Regions from separate parts of the Mus musculus genome. Here region 1 is linked to region 2. A link is a contact called in public promoter capture Hi-C data. All regions are on one chromosome and are shown on one strand. Each heading gives the region's core, a stretch centred on a gene start, on an enhancer-like site or on the middle of the called end of the contact. The rest is flanking DNA. Distances are from core to core; before and after follow the strand shown. Region 1 holds the start of Gmnn (geminin). Region 2 holds the start of H4c3 (H4 clustered histone 3).

The links. Promoter capture Hi-C pulls out the DNA fragments that hold promoters and counts their contacts.
Region 1: a contact with region 2 is called in a promoter capture Hi-C map of pre-B cells, with 4 times the contacts expected there. The contact joins the promoter of Gmnn here to the promoter of H4c3 in region 2. A contact is called at or near these places in 3 of 39 promoter capture datasets (cranial neural crest, hippocampal neurons and pre-B cells).

What each region holds. Positions count from the first base shown.
Region 1 is chr13:24,759,959-24,763,668 of GRCm38.p6, forward strand. It overlaps Gmnn (geminin), which reads right to left and starts at 1,979. Exons shown (of 7, transcript NM_020567.2): 1 at 1,855-1,979; 2 at 202-259. The coding sequence starts at 252.
Region 2 is chr13:23,697,146-23,701,201 of GRCm38.p6, forward strand. It overlaps H4c3 (H4 clustered histone 3), which reads right to left and starts at 1,313. Exons shown (of 1, transcript NM_178208.2): 1 at 939-1,313. The coding sequence starts at 1,304. The coding sequence ends at 993.

The DNA of each region.
Region 1 (3,710 bases), core at 729-3,228, 1.1 Mb after region 2:
GCAGACTTCTAGACTCCAAGTTTCACTCATATTTAAATCTTAACCCTCTTCCTAAAACTATATACAAGCGTATACTCCGTTCACTCTGGCACTGGAGGAAATCTCAGCCCCCGGGGTTTGGGGCCAGCCTGGGCAACACAACAAAACTTCACCTCTTAATTAAAACAAATTCAAGCACACTGAAGTGGCTCCATTACATACCTTCACATTCTCTTGGGCTCCCTCCTGCTTCTGCTTCATACTGAGATTCATTTTTCAGCTGGCAAAGCACAAGAAGAAAAGGTGATTTCAGTATTTATATCTGAATGTGGAATCTAGATTTTTTTTTTAGAAAATTATTTATACCACAAAAATCTTACTACTTTATGGTAGAACCACTATCTGTAACAATGGCACAGTGTCCTGTACAAACTACAGAGATCTCAAAAAGACCTGAGAAAAGGGCACTGGGAAAAGCCAAACAGACACTTGGGCCCATTCACCCTAAAGAACAGCATCATGCACATGACTGCAATCCTGGAACACGGTGGAGATAGGAGCCTATGGGAGCCTAGGCTACGCAGCCAAGAGCCTGTCTCAAAAACAAAAACAAAACCCAAGATCTTTTGGCTCCAACCAAGATGTCGAGCTCAGTGAGTACTGTGCATAACAAGCATGCACAAAGGCTCAGCTCAGTTCCTGGTACTGCATAACCAGACACAAGTCCATAATACCAGCAGCTGGGCAGAGAACCAGAATTCAAGGTTATAGTCAGCTACGTAGCAAACACAAGACCAAGCTGAATTTAAAAGGAGGCTAGGGGGAACGGTAAACTGTACCCCCCACCTCTTACTTACATGTAATTAAAAATTTACATTGTGCCCTGGCACTCACCCATGTATGCAAATATAAACAACTTATAGCCCAGCCAGAGTGGTGTTCTGTTATTTCCTATTCTATTTCAAGTTAATAAAACCCGATCGCCAAAAACAAAACAAAACAAAACAAAACAAAAATTGGGCAGCGGTGGCACACGCCTTTAATCCTAGCACTTGGGAGGCAGAGGCAGGCGGATTCATGAGTTCAAGGCCAGCCTGGTTTACAGAGTGAGTTCCAGGCCAGGGCTACACAGAGAAACCCTCTGTCTCGGAAAAACAAACAAACAAACAAACAAACAAACAAAAAACCCGATCGGAAACCTATTCGCAGGGGCTTTGATGTATTTCTCTTTTCTTTTTAAATGGCTAAGTGGGCAAAGCTGACCTTGAACTCCTGTACCTCCTGCCTCAACCTCCTGGGTGCAGGAGACTGAGCACTGACACCAGGCCCAGACTTGGATAACGAAGGCAGTGGGCCAAGATCCCGCTATCATTAGTGAGTCGTGAGCACAGAGACAGTGTCGGAGAACCTACTATCACCTACAGCGGCACCACTGGGAGAGCAGACGCAGGACTCAATGCCCTTGTCCCAGGAGTAGCGTTTGCTGCAGTTGGTGAGCAGGCGGGAGGGATCTACACCCAGTTCAACCCCTAGCCGTGCAATCAGCCCGGACTCCGAGGCAGCAAACTTCCCCGGGCGCGCCGGCCCCGCCCAACGCGGCGCGCGCCAGCCAATAGGAAGAGCGAACACCAGAGCGCGCCAAAACCGACCTCACCAATGGCGCAGCCCCTCGTCTCAGCTCGCCCAGCTTTGCCTTGCAGTCGGGCCGAGACTCGGGTCCCTTTCAAGTCCCCAGACTCGGGTCCCTTCAAATCGTCGCCTCCCAGGCCGGCTCCCCGTGGCTGAGAAGCAGGCCGGGCATTCGGGCCAGCCCGGCGATCCCGCGGCCGGAGTTGCACTCGCCCCGCCCTCGGTCTCCCGCGCCCTCGGACTCACAGACAGCAATGCTCAGTTCCCGGCGAGCGTGAGAGCCGCACAAGGCCCTGGCACCACACCGGATTCAACGACGCCAGAACGACCCGAACCTGCAGACTAACCCGCCGACCCGGTAGCTGACGCGCCGAAAGGCGGAGCCTCGGCATTCAGCCAATCGCCTCTCGCCGCCGCCCACCGCGCCCGTGGCTTCCGTGCGCCTGCGCACCCAGCCAAGGTGCGTGCAGTCTCTGGAAGAGGTCACCGAGGTTCCTCTTGCCTTAGGAGTGTGTGCCCTCTGACCTTGCCGTCTGACCCTCCGCTTCCGGCTCCAAGTGTCTGCCGGCGAGGACAAAAGAGACTCTCACTAGCGGCAAACACGAGAATATACATATATTTTTTCCAAGGTATTTTGTGTGTTTAGTTTTTAATATACATACATGCAAGCATGCATACCTAGATGCGCACACACTAAAGGAAGCAAATAAACAGACGAAACGTGATGACTCAAAAGTCACACTGTGACAGTCACTAGAAATAGCAAGGGCCCGCTTCAAGCTAACAAAAAAAGTTGAAGCTGAGGAATTTTAACTCTATACTTAAGACAGATGACTTTTACTGTATTTGAACTAGACCTCAATTAACTGGCAAGATGGCTCCTTGGTTGAGAGCATTTGTTCTTGCACGGGACAAACCTGGGTTTGGTTCCAAGCACCCACATGGTGGCTTACAACCATCCATAGCCCTTGTTCCAGGAGATCTGATGCCCTTCATGGACACCAAGATGAATATGCATCACACAGGCAACTTTGAAAAACCTAAACTATACCTCAGTAAATCTAAACAAAGGAGGGAGGGCTGCAATACAGGAAACCTCTATAAAGGACTTCCTGGCTGGCTATATAAATATAAGTTTAAAGCCAGCCAGGTTACATAGACAGAATGCAGTAGGGTTGCTAACACCAGAACCTGCTTTATCAGTCAATAACAATTTAGAAGGAAACAGAACTAGGGCCAAGGGAACCGCGATGGCCTAGAGGCTGAGAAAAGTCAATGTATTTGTCACCTTACTTGTTGCTGTAACAAATACCTGACCAGTGCAACTTAAGGAAGGGTTTGTCGGGGCTCACAATTTAAGCGTACAGTCCTCAGAGTCGGGAAGGTATGGCAGTGGGGGGAAGGGGGGCAGCAGGTCCCATACATGCAGGCCAAGCATTTGTACACATACAAAATGTTGCATGTTAGCCAGCACTAAATCCTGCTCAATGGGAAAATATTCTATCCATTTCCACAGAGAACCTGTATTCTATGGTCCAGCCAGTTACCACACTATCACCTCTCAGCCTCAAGTCCCCTGGCAAGTTCCAGAGGAACTGCATATGTGTTCTGCCCTCAGAATACTGGCGACTTCTCCTTTGCTCTCTCATGCTCTCTAGTGAGACCTGGACTTCAGGTCTGGATGAGGAAGAAAGTTCTTGGTGGGAAAGTTAAGATTCTTCCTACTCAAATTTTTGTGGATTATTTTGTTTGCTTGCTTGCTTCTCAAACAGGGTTTCTCTGTGTAGCCTGGACTGTCCAAGAACTCACTCTGTAGAACAGGCTGGCCTCGAACTCATAGAGATCTGCTTGCTTCTGCATCCCGAGTGCTGGGATTATAGGTGTGCACCAACACCACACTGAGGCTGTTACTCAAAGTTTTAAAAGAATTTTCTTTTCCTAAGAAATGCAATTTGAAGCTGGGTATGATAGCTCACACCTGTAATCCAAACACTAGGGAAGTTGAGGCAGGAGGATCTTGAGTTTGAAGTCATCCTGAGCTATGTAGGGAGACCCTATTCCAAAATGAGGGAACGGGGGGAGGGGAGGGGGAGAGAGGGAGA
Region 2 (4,056 bases), core at 63-2,562:
TATTTTTGAAATGTTTTATGTATTTTATGAGAATAGCATGTAGGCTTCAGGAGAATGACAAAAACCATATTAAAAATTAAGGACTTCTTTATGAAAATGTTAGGGTTTGAGTTCAATGCCCCAACATAACAAAAAAAAGCACTGGGGAAGTCTGGGCTGAAGAACATAAACAAAACAAACAAAAAACAAAAATAACTCATCTTTTAAAGTGATCAAGTTTTATGGAGTGCCACAAATATTAAATTCACATTAAACTATTTTAGGCATTGGTATGAGGAATGACAAAAGATCATAGTAAGGTGGCTTGAGAGATTGTTCAGTCAAGAACACTTAATGCTTTAAAAGAAGTTTGTATATCAGAATACACAACAGCTGGCTCACAACAGCTTCTGACTCCAACTTCCTGGAAATAACGCCGCCCTCTTGTGGCAGATGGCAAACATGGCACACCCACAAGAATTTAAATTATCAAGCCACTGCACAACTAAACTGTATATAAACATACCATTAGGTGGTCCCTAATATAGATTATGTGTACTTAGGCCTTATTAATGGTATACAATTAATAACAGCTAAGCGTCTTCAGTTTCTGTAGTAATCAGCCTTTGCCTTGCTTAGATACAATGGTTCCTGCTCTCTCCTGAGCTTCTAGATGGCTCCAGAAGGGAATAAGCTCTTAAATGACCGGTATCAAAAGTGGATTGAGAAGTGACACGATCAGTGGAAAACCTTCAAATAATTCTAAAACAGTTCGTTCAGTATTAACTTCTGACAGTTCAAAATTATGGGCTTGTTATATTACCCAGTTAAACCTACAGGGTATATTCGGCTGCATGGCATAATTACTACCCACCACATAAGTATAGGACAGAATAACACTTAAACTACCTAGCAGGCTCGATTAAAGCTTCGGTAAGTGAACAACTCCTAGGAATTTGTGGGTGGCCCTGAAAAGGGCCTTTTGTTGACAGTGGAAATCGTTTGTTAGTCGATTAACCGCCGAATCCGTAGAGAGTGCGGCCCTGGCGCTTGAGCGCGTAGACCACGTCCATGGCGGTGACGGTCTTGCGCTTGGCGTGCTCCGTGTAGGTGACGGCGTCGCGGATCACGTTCTCCAGGAACACCTTCAGCACACCGCGGGTCTCCTCGTAGATGAGGCCGGAGATGCGCTTCACTCCCCCGCGCCGGGCCAGGCGGCGGATGGCGGGCTTGGTAATGCCCTGGATGTTATCACGGAGAACCTTACGGTGGCGCTTAGCGCCGCCTTTCCCAAGGCCTTTACCACCCTTACCACGTCCAGACATGGTTATGACAGCAGGGAGACAGCAATCGTCCCTTTAAATAGGCCTTCTGCGGACCTGGTTGAAAACTAGAGCGTTAGGCGGGGTTTCCGAATCCGGGTCTTGGAAGGGGGTGGAGAAAAAAGGATGCGTCATTGGAATCTGAATGTTTTCATTGGCTAGCAAGCCCCAGCTATTCTTTGCATGCGGTGTCTCTTAAAGACCACATTTAAATCCTGCAGAAAAACTTCATTCCCTCCTCCCCACCCCGACCCCATTCTTTCTCATGAAAGAAAGGCTTATTGGGGCCATTCCACAAAGCAGACATCCCCATTTCTCGTTTGCTTTTATTTCTGTCTTGTATTAAATTAGTTGATGGTTTCTTTGTGAGGACTCAGGTTAGATGTCCAAAACAGAGGTAAAATATGCCAAGACTGTCCCATGTCAGTAAAGTTTAATCTATTCCCGGCAGTTTTGTTTGGGTAGACATAAACATTGAAAAGGCATCTCAAATTGAGCACCCTAACTGCAAACTTCATATTCCCTATCTCGAGTCAGAGACCTAATGATTCCGTCTATCCTCTTTTTTAATAAAAACTGAGAAAGTCTACAAAAGAATAGTTAGGTTATCGGTTATCCTCTACCTGCTGTGATTCCAAGTTTGTTTCCCTTCCAGCCCTTATTAATCACAGCATGGCTTGCTCACCTTAAGAGAAGAAGTGTTTTGTAGAGCTGGTAATTACAGTACAGGGCTAATACTTGATTAAGGTCATTACAAAGTCTACAAGGTCCTGGTGAAGCTTGTGATATGATTAGTGATGTCAAAACAAGGCTAATCCGACCCCCGCCCCCCTTTTTAAAAAAAGGCAGAAGAGTAAGTAGCAGTAAGTCTCGATGCGGGTTTAATGTTGATTTTGGCATTCCAAATTTTAATTTAACAATGATGTAGAGGAGATGGCTCAGAAGTTAAGAGCATTTGATACTCCCCCAGAAGGCAAGATTTGGTTCCCAGAGCCTAAATGGTAGCTCACAAACATGCATAACTCTAGTTTCAGGAGACTGATGCTCTTTTCTGATCTCAATGGCACCCATGAATGCAGGCAAACTACTCACACAGACAAAGTAAAATATAGAATTAATATTATGGCTAGTAACAATTTTTAAAATAAAGCCTGCTGACCAAAATGAAGACCTTTAATTCCTGTCTTTTGTTACATATGTTCACCACAAAAACTTTATACCAGGGGCCCCAGAAAACTATGAATTACAAAGACCACATCCAGAAAAAAATAGTTTCAAAATATTCCTGATAAACTTCTAAGTCTATGGTTAATTTTGAAAAAATTAAATTAATTAAATTAACCATATTTACTTCTTACTGCAGAAGACAACAGAGGTCTGCTACCAGGTAGCTGTGGTAATTCCTTTTGAGGTTTGCCAAGAAATAGCAAGTGTTCTAAAATTGGCTTTCTTGGGGTGGAGATAAGTATTCTAGGGTTCATCAGCTGAATTAAAATCCCAGCATAGGAGCTGGTGATATGGGGCTCACAGCCATCCGTAATGAGCTCTGACGCCCTCTTCTGGTGTGTCTGAAGACAGCAACAGTGTACTTATTTATAACGATAAATAAATCTTTAAATAAAATAAAATAAATAAATCTTTAAAATCCAGCATAGCCATTTTCTAACTACTAACTAGCAATTTCAAACAACCAGTTGAATAATCTCTGTGACTTTCATAACTGAAGTAAAAGCTAACAATGATAAAATGTGTTCCTCATAGAACTCTTTGGAGGAATTAACATTGAGAACAGCCTTGCATCAATTAAATATTTAAATAAAACTACCTAAAATGTTATTTTTACAAAGAGATGGAGGGGTGGTAACATGCTTACTTGGCATGTGTTAATCGTTGGGTATGATTCTCAATATAGAAAACTATTCCACTTTAGAAAACACTCATTGCACAAAAAATGTTACTGGGTCTGCAAATTTTTATTCTGACAAATGGGGAGTGGAGTAGAGAAGATTTTCCTCCTAAGACTATTTTTCTTTTTCTCCACTTTGGGCAGTTAATAAGAAACAGCAGACCTGAACCATCAGAATCTTTGCTGGGCAGAAAATGGCCAGGTGATGTCCCTAATGTGTAAACGAATGCATATATGAGAGCACCCCTGCTTTCTAAACTCATGACACCCCAAGCACTGAAACACTGCATCGGTGTGCTGTATGTAAAAGAGGAGGGATTAGTCAACATAGAATAAACAAGTTATACTCCAAAATGTTGAGGAAGATTTGCAATTTCAGGTATCAGTCAGCCCATACACCTCTCGTACTTAGAGCTTTTCAGAATGGCTTCATAGCCATTATTGAATCAGAGGGTTTTGTTTGTTTGTTTGTTTTGTTTTTAAAGATATTGGTTTAAAAGTAACCGTTATGAGAAAATGTTGCACTGTACCTGCACTATTCTTCTTTGAAGCGTGTCTAGGGGATGCTGCGCTAGAGCTGTGCTGCACCACTTGAGAGGAAGTGCTCCCAGTGAGGACCTCCCAGCAGGCATGAGTCACCTCTTGAAGGAGCCTCCTAGAGCTTTGTCTTCTCTACACTCTGCACTTTTCGAAGTTCAGAGGACTCAGTCTTGCCTTGGCATACCAGCCTTTCCAGCACCTAGTACAGAATTCTGTTTTCTATACATTTCATGTATTTTCTCTTTTAAAACATCTACACACAGAGACACACTTTTGTTATTTGTTCTTTTAAGAAAGTTTCATGCGGCC